2 separate regions of the Drosophila melanogaster genome follow, and region 2 is linked to region 1. A link is a contact called in public Hi-C data. All regions are on one chromosome and are shown on one strand. The core of a region is the stretch at or near the end of the contact, and the rest is flanking DNA. Distances in the headings are between cores, read along the strand shown.

Evidence for each region. A called contact is a pair of places that touch in the nucleus more often than the background predicts.
Region 2: a contact with region 1 is called in a Hi-C map of the Kc167 cell line, with 4 times the contacts expected there.

Annotation. Positions count from the first base shown.
Region 1 is chr2L:16,308,102-16,312,461 of dm6, forward strand. It overlaps fzy (fizzy), which reads left to right and starts at 2,855. Exons shown (of 3, transcript NM_058153.4): 1 at 2,855-3,311; 2 at 3,405-3,726; 3 at 3,780-4,360. The coding sequence starts at 3,000. cni (cornichon) reads right to left here and starts at 2,625. Exons shown (of 5, transcript NM_001273566.1): 1 at 2,590-2,625; 2 at 2,340-2,539; 3 at 2,166-2,278; 4 at 1,899-2,042; 5 at 1,191-1,829. The coding sequence starts at 2,489. The coding sequence ends at 1,802. It overlaps Syx5 (Syntaxin 5), which reads left to right. Exons shown (of 2, transcript NM_134305.3): 1 at 1-228; 2 at 297-1,173. The coding sequence ends at 1,030.
Region 2 is chr2L:21,146,554-21,151,132 of dm6, forward strand. It overlaps del (deadlock), which reads right to left and starts at 1,993. Exons shown (of 3, transcript NM_001273737.1): 1 at 1,648-1,993; 2 at 387-1,583; 3 at 1-332. The coding sequence starts at 1,809.

The DNA of each region.
Region 1 (4,360 bases), core at 1,605-4,104:
AAACGGAACCCGAACCAGAAATATTCGTCATGGCCGCACGCGATCGAACGGGCGAGTTCGCCAATGCGATTCGTTCCCTGCAGGCTCGAAATATCACCCGGGCAGTGAATATACGCGATCCCCGCAAAGCTAAGCAGGTTCAGAGCTACTCGGAGTTCATGATGGTCGCCAGGTTTATTGGCAAGAACATAGCCAGCACCTACGCAAAACTGGAGAAGCTCACAATGTGTAAGTACATGTTTTAGTAACCCCTTAAAGTCATATTCAAAACTTTAAAATTCCCATCTTCGTTTTAGTGGCCAAAAAGAAGAGCTTATTTGATGACAGACCGCAGGAGATTCAGGAGCTGACCTATATCATCAAAGGCGACCTAAATGCCTTAAATCAACAAATTGCCCGACTGCAGGACATCTCCAAGGATCAGCGGCGTCACACAAACGGCAAGCATTTGGTGTCACATTCCTCTAACATGGTACTGGCCCTGCAATCGAAACTGGCCAGCATGAGCACGGACTTCAAGCAAATCCTGGAGGTGCGCACGGAGAACCTCAAGCAGCAGAAGACGCGACGTGATCAGTTTAGCCAGGGACCAGGTCCGTTGGCCGCGCACACCGTCTCCCCCTCGACAGCCAAGCAGGGATCTTTGCTTCTCAGCGAGGAAAACCAAGCGGTCAGCATAGATATGGGGAGCAGCGATACCACACCACTCCTATCAACCCAGACACAGATGGCCATCTACGATGATTCCGATAATTACGTCCAGCAGCGGGCGGAGACCATGCAAAATATAGAATCTACCATCGTTGAGCTCGGCGGAATATTCCAGCAGCTGGCACATATGGTTAAGGAGCAGGAAGAGATCGTGGAGCGTATTGACACGAATGTGGCGGATGCGGAATTGAATATTGAGGCTGCCCATGGGGAGATCTTGAAATACTTTCAATCCGTCTCCAAAAATCGCTGGCTGATGATCAAAATCTTCGGCGTTCTCATATTCTTCTTCTTGTTCTTCGTTGTTTTTATGTCGTAATCAAACGCCAGTTGCCCATTAAAAGCCCCATGTACCTATCCATGTATACAGCTTTTTATTTTAATCAAGATTCAATCACAATATTGTTTATTCCAAGCTGTGGCCTCCCGAAACGATTGTAAAATAAAGTTATAAATACGTTCTAAAGCAAAATACATTTATTTTAGCATGTGGTTCTTTGGTGAATTTTTCCATTCTAATGGAAGCTCTAAAATTAAATATAATTTCCAAAATATAAAGCCGAATGATAAATATGTTTGCTGATGTAAGAAACTTGTATATTACCTTAGAAAACGTGTAATGCAAGTATCAAATTGGAGAGAGACTATATCTATGTTTGCCCTGCTGATAAGGTTTAAGTGCCCTTTCATAATCTTTATTATCTTAAGTGCTCGTTGCTCCATGTTCGTCGTGTTTAGCCAAAAATTCCGCTGTCCCTCATGCTAAACAGAAAAATGAAAATTGGTTACATTGATTTGACTTTTATTTAATGCTTAAAATCCAACTACACCAAAGATGCGATATGCAAAAAATAATCAAAATAAAAACATGTTACAATCTCTTACTGCAGAAAAGTATTACAAATTGTATGAAAAAAACAAAGCTTCAAGATGTCTTTATGGATTTACACTAGAATTTACAAGTGAAGTATTGTTCGCGGTTGATGGGGACTCTTCCCCAAAAAAGGAAGTCCTCTACCCGAGTTTAGACAACTAATACACGACGCTGATGCGTTGGCGCCAACACTGAGATCCCCAGGCAAGAGCTTGCCTATGTCGAGATGAGCGAATAAACCATGCTAAAATTAGCAATTAGAAACGTTAGACAAATGAGGACCCTGGCCACAATGAATCTCAATTAGACTTACCCGTATATGTAGTAGAAGAAGCTAATCAGATAGACGGCCAGTTTAATCCAACCCTCACGCATGTTCCGGTACAAAGTATCGGTTTTCAGGACCGTGGTGGGATCATAAAGTCCGGGTCCCGACATCACAGGGCGGTTTTTGTAACTGAAAGCGATAGGGGTATTACAAAGCATGAGTGCTTAAGGGTGCTTATGTTGGGCTTGGGTGAATCTTGATCTCCTCGGATCTCAAATCACATTATATCACACGGTCAAATGAGTCACTTACCGCCAAATATGATAGGCTATGAGGGGTATGTTGATGCATAGCGAAAACCATTCGCCGCAGAACAAGAAGAGCAAGTTCAGAAAGATGTGCAGAAGGTATTCGGGCAAAACCAGCTGAAATGCAAACACATACATTACAGGGCGCACTGCGGGTGTAAGCAGTAAGTTTACTGACCGGATTGAGGCTATTGCACTGATCAATTGGGTTCTTATAATCCGTTTTAAGTTCGTCGAATGCAATGACATGAAATATGGCGAAAAATATCAAGAATGCATCCCCGATCAGGGCCACTATGTACGTGAAGGCGGTGAAGTTGAAGGCCATCTTGTAAAATCGCTGGAGCACGTCTTCCAGGTGCTAATCAAAGTGACTTGCTAATTATTATCGTAAAATTCGGCTTTGCAATTGTAGCGCTGGGACTCACTTGTTTTTTTTTTACAAGGGCGGCGATGATGACAGCTGTGCGCCAGGGATGCACTAATCTAAACGATCAGGCAGCACAGATGTACGGTCACATTGCAAATGAGGCTAATAAATAATCAGCTATCCATTATAAATCAAATATAATTTCATTTAAAGAAGCAATTTTAATTTCTAACGAATTATAATGTTTTGTATTAATTTTAATTCTCTGGTAATTTTCTCTACGCACAAAAAATACCACTAACAGTTAGCCGATGCGGTCACACTACATTTCCAAATCGAACCGCCATTTGTGTTGCATCTCGAAATCTGGAAAAAATTCGATCCAAGTGTTCTATGAGCTTCTGTTTTTTAATAATAATAAATAAATAAATTCGATAATCAACTGACACCAGAAAAGAGCGGAACACAATGTCGCAGTTCAATTTTGTGAGCGATTTGCAGAATGCTCTCATCATGGACGGCGAGACGCGCGGACCTGCGCCCAGGTGGAAGAAGAAGCTGGAGGCGTCTCTAAATGGAAGTGTGAATACCACTCGGTCGGTGCTATCCGTCTCGTACAACACCAGTTTCTCGGGTGTCCAGGCGCCCACGAAAACTCCGGGCAAGAGCAGCGAGGGCAAGACCAAGAAGTCCAACACCACGCCCTCTAAGACGCCAGGAGGCGGAGATCGCTTTATTCCGAATCGGGCGGCTACCAACTTTGAGTTAGCACACTTTCTGGTAAGGATTCCACTCATCCCTCCATCCCGCCCTGTAAGGGCATCCTTATTCCAGACCCCTTAAGAATTTATTGACCACCTGACCATCTATTAGGTGAACAAAGACTCCGGCGATAAGTCCGATGAGGAGAACGACAAGGCCACCTCGAGCAACAGCAACGAGAGCAATGTCCAGGCTTCGGCTCACAAGGGCGACCGGCAGAAACTCATCTCTGAAGTGGCCCAGGTCGGTGACTCCAAGGGCGGGCGCATTTTGTGCTACCAAAACAAGGCTCCCGCTGCTCCAGAAACACACAACAATCCCCTGAAGGTCGTGTACTCCATTAAGACACCCATATCCACAAAGAGTGGCTCACGCTATATACCCACCACATCCGAGAGGATTCTGGATGCACCTGATTTTATTAACGATTACTGTAGGTCGAAGAAAACTTTTCTTTTCTTTTTTTCTACTATTGATCTCTTCCAGATTTAAATCTTATGGATTGGAGTGCCGACAATATAGTGGCTGTGGCCTTGGGCAGTTGCGTCTATTTGTGGAACGCACAGACCGGAAATATCGAGCAGCTTACGGAGTTTGAGGAGGGCGACTACGCAGGCTCGCTATCGTGGATCCAGGAGGGGCAGATACTTGCCATCGGCAACAGCACCGGTGCCGTGGAGCTGTGGGACTGCTCCAAAGTGAAGCGTCTGCGAGTGATGGATGGACACAGTGCCCGAGTGGGATCCTTGGCCTGGAACTCATTCCTGGTTTCCTCTGGCAGCCGGGATGGCACCATTGTCCACCACGATGTGCGTGCACGTGAGCACAAGCTTTCCACATTGTCCGGACACACGCAGGAGGTTTGCGGCCTAAAGTGGTCCACGGATTTCAAGTATTTGGCTAGCGGAGGCAACGACAATCTGGTGAATGTTTGGTCGGCGGCCAGCGGTGGCGTGGGAACTGCCACCGATCCCTTGCACAAATTCAACGACCATCAAGCTGCAGTGCGTGCCTTGGCCTGGTGTCCCTGGCAACCAAGTACTCTAGCCTCTGGAGGCGGCACCGCC
Region 2 (4,579 bases), core at 743-3,242, 4.8 Mb after region 1:
TCGTCCTCAGGCACATTCTCATCGTCGAGTCCATTCCAGGAGGCAGCCACCGAGAGCACATCATCATCGTCGTACTCATAGTCCAACTTTTCATTTTCTCCCATAAAGATGTCCATTAAATCGAATTTGTGTACCTCCACTGTCGATGGTCTTGTCATATTCTCTAAGAACTTGCTGGTATGGACCAGCTGGGTATCGATCTCGACGCTGGCTTCCTTGCCGTCCACGGGACTAGGTAATTCTATGGCGAAACCCAGTGGCTGACCCACTTGCATTTTGTTTGGGGAATAGTCTTGTGATCTCTGGGCTGGCATCAACGTTTTGGCGCTTATCTGCGGTAACAAAAGGAAGTTATTAGGTGACGTTAAAACCATAATGCTGCTTACTAATTTTACGCTATTGTTCCTTATATTGTTTGGCGACAAGCTACTTTGGACTTGAGATGTCTGCTGTCCAGATGCTTCTGAGATGGTTTTGGCCTGCTCACTTATCATTTCGTGAGTTGATTGCTTGTCCTGAGTCTTTAAACCTGTTTGCAATTGAGGTAACGTTTTTTTTCCCTGAGGAGGGGCTCTAACTCGTGGTTTCTGCTGTTTGGCAGATTTTTTAACTGATTTTCGAAGGGGCTCTGCTACTTGCTTGCCTAGATCGGTTAAATTAGTTAATATTGATGGCTCCCATGTGAGCTGCTCTTTCTTATTTTGTGCGGGACGTTCTCCTTTTAGCTTTACTTTCTCAGGAGCAGGACTACAATCTTCATTGCGAGAAAGGAAAAGGGTATTCAGTTTATTGCTTTTCATCTTTTGCGACAATTCTGAAAGCGGCAGTTGGTCATCAGAGTCGTCGCTTGATTCCGTGTACTCGTTATTGAGCAGAAATGGCGGTGGAGTCTGGGGCTGCTGTTTATTCTTAGGCTTGTCCATTATTTTATTATGTACTTTCTCGGTTTTTTTCTTTAAGCATTGTAAACTATATCTGGGAACACGCTTGATTATTTTGCCTGGAGAAGCTTTGTAATCTTGCGTCTGACCAACAGAATGTCCACGTTGCGTTATTTTAGACGCACTGTTGGGACTTAATATAAGAACATTTGGAAGAGCACATGAATTTTTCGTCAAGTTTGGAGCATTGGTCTCTCTGGTCTTGAAAATATTTTTGTTGGGAGCACAAGCACGTGGTTCTCGGTTTTTGCGCGAATCATCAGTTGGTGCACATGTATCTGGCCGCTTCTTCGTACTTGAGAGTTTATCTCTGCGCTTGGAAATTTGAGCTTTGGAGAAAATGGAAGTCGTATGATTATTACTCCGCTTCCAGATTTTAGCATATTTGGAGTTACCAGGATTTTTATACTTAGAATTTTTATTCGAAACACTTGGAGATCTTTCTCCATTACCAGGATCACAACCTGTTGAACCTGTTGAATGTGACTTGCTGGGACTCGGATGTTCACGCGGCGCGGTGGAATTGATGGGTTCCAGGAAAACAGGGGACTCTGGAAGTGTGGACCCCGGTCCATGCGGGTTTTCTTGCAGGGCTTTCCTCGGTCTGACCAAGAGCTCCTTTCTCAGCGGTATGCTCGGATCCTGTTAGTTGATAAGAACAAATATTAAACGAGTAGTTCTCGGATAAAATTTTCAGAATTCTTACGCAGCTGGTTTGGATACAGTAGGGCTTTCTCCAACTTTCGAGGAACCCCTTGAAAAAAGTATTCCATTCCTGCTCTGTCTTGGAACTCGTCCCCAACGTGGTCAGAATATGCTGCCAGCAGGACAGTTTTTGGCTCATCCTTATTTTGTCCAACTTTTCCATGATCACGCCATGTGTGCTTGCGCATTAACTTTAACAGTTCATACCAGTGTGACCGTGAGGTCGGGTAAGCGGTAGTTAAATACCAGAAGGTCCTATCAAAAGGCTTTTTGCCATTATGTAAACAAACTTAACTGTGTTGCCCATCTCCTAATTTATTTACAATTTTTAAAACCAAATATTGTGAATACACAATTTGTATCCTTGAGTTATTCTGACATCACTCACATGTGTCCGTACACATCCATAAAAGTTACGGTTTTTTTTCGTTGAGATTATCTGTAAAGGAATATTTCTTGAAAAAGTAAAGCAAAAAATCTACCACATCCACGAGTTGGATTTAAAACAAAAAGAGAAGGTTTTGTTCTTCAAACTATTGGAAGCGTTTGGTCAGTTCCCAAGAAGCGAAAGTTTCCCAGAATTGGAGCTTAGGGCTCTCAAGCGACAAACCTAAAACCAAAGCCTTTGCCTAATCGCTTAGAGGCGTTAGCCTTAAGGAATTGCCGTTAATGGGTAATTCACTCAAGTTCGGTAAGTACTGCAATTGGCTTTAAAGCAACATAGAAGAGAAAGCGCACCAAAATCAAGCATCATCATAAGTGAGTAAAGGATAAAGGTTAATTAAATGAAAAAGCTCACAAAAAGTAGCTTCAATCTCGTGGAACCGAGAACCGGCCAAAATTTGGGGTACAACAAAAAAGAATAGGCAAATAAGGGGAAACTAATAAAGCTCGAATAGCGGAAGAAAATAGAAATCGATGACAAAGTCTTGTAATTCGCAAGCGCGCCAATTCCTTGTGAAATGTGAGCAATGTTGAATATCGATTAAGTTGAATATCGAATTGCCAACGATCTGGCAACATTGTACTCTTGTTTCATATCATATCGCATCATATTCTTATCTACAGCTGTGTTCATAAAAATAGCAGTGCTTGGGACCTGCGAGTTTAAGATAAAAAAATCATATGATTTTAAGTTTTAATGTGTAATCTTTTTTTATAATATCATTTGGTATTTATTTTCAAACAATTCAACAAATGATTCACTTTTATTTCTTCAATAGTTTCGAAATTATAGATTAAAACAACATAATGGGCTGAAATAATATAGTTGTTCTTTTTAATATGTTAATTAGGGTTTAATACTTGGTTGGATTGCTTTTGTTAGCCGGCATAGCCTTACACCCACGCGGCATGGAGTCCACAAGGTAACGTCCTGGCAACGTTTGGGGGGAATTTTTGCCATGCATCCTGCACAACTTGCCAAAGCTGCACCTTAGACGTCGGGCATTTCTTCGGCACATATTGTTTAATGTCCCCCCACAGGGTTTTAATCGGGTTTAAATCGGAAAATGGTGCTGGCCACGGCATTGCATGTATTCTATTTTGGGTGAACCTATTCTTAGCCGATTTACTTCTGCGTTTCGGATCATTATCCTGTTGGAATGTCCATTTTTTTGTTAAGGGCAAGCAGAGTACGACAGTAAGACATCACTAAGTATATTTACATATGCGTTTTGGTCTATAATACCATAAATCATATCATTGTAAAAAAAACAAGCCCATATCAGGATTTTAGGTCCACCGTGATTGAAATTCCTCAGTGGGTGTTTTGGGTGGTACTCCGTGTTTGGAGGTCGTCAGATATACTGTAGTGAACCAGTTCCACCAAATAGCACTATTTTTGACCCATCAGTCCAAAGGTTATTACGCCATTTGGAGACTGGCAAGTTTAGGTAGGTTTTAGCGAAGCTTAACCTTGCCTTAACATACCTTGGGCTAAGTAGGGGAACCTTTCGTGGACTCCTCGCACTGAAATTTTAATTCAGTAGTCGTCTCCGAATAGTATCGTCGCTAATTCCCAAGTTCAGCACAGACTTTATGTCCCTAGAGGATGCAAAAGGTTAGACATTGCTGTAAGAAATAATGCGTCAATCCTCTATATTTGTGGTTTTACGTATGGTACCACAGTTTTCGGGCTTCCATTCATATTTAATGGCATTGGATACCATTTTGGCATTTTGACATTCAAGGATTTTTTGAATGTCCTTATATGTTTTTCCTAACTTAACATTCTTTTTTCCTGGGAGCAGTGTTGTTCTCTACCCACTAAAATATATTTTTTTTACATTTATTTTTTTATTTTGTTAATTTATTTTAATATTTTGTTAATTTATTATCCTCTTAAATATACGATTAAATTAACCAAACTCAGGCCCAGAATTGTGAAAAAGACTAGGAAACGTTTGGACAAGAATTCGTAATGAGCATTTCAATTAAATTAAATAAATGATGACGGAAATTATGACATGTGGAGTTTGTCTACGCGGAGCTTATTAATTATATCGGATTTGTGGAATGTCGTATGTGAAAAACAAATCAAACCCGAGAAAGCAACGCAGGCAGTAAAATGGGAAACAATTGATCAAAAGGCTTTAGGTTGTTTAATATTGAATGTTAAGCCCACTCAGTTGATGCACATAAAGTCGTGCTCAGCATCGGCAGAAGCAAAGACTCTAGAATAGTAGTATAAAATACATATTTATAAAATAAATTAAAATATGAAAAATGTTTATTGCAAAAGTTATATATTGAGGCACGAAGTTAGGACACAAGGACTCAACAATCATTGCCTTATTAATTTTTCACACGTCGCAAGCTGAATGCTCTAATGATATTTATTCTAATATAGTCATTTTTGAAATTTATTTTGTGATATTATGATTCGGCTATTTCTATTTCTAAGCAATATTTAAATAATAATAACGTTAAGG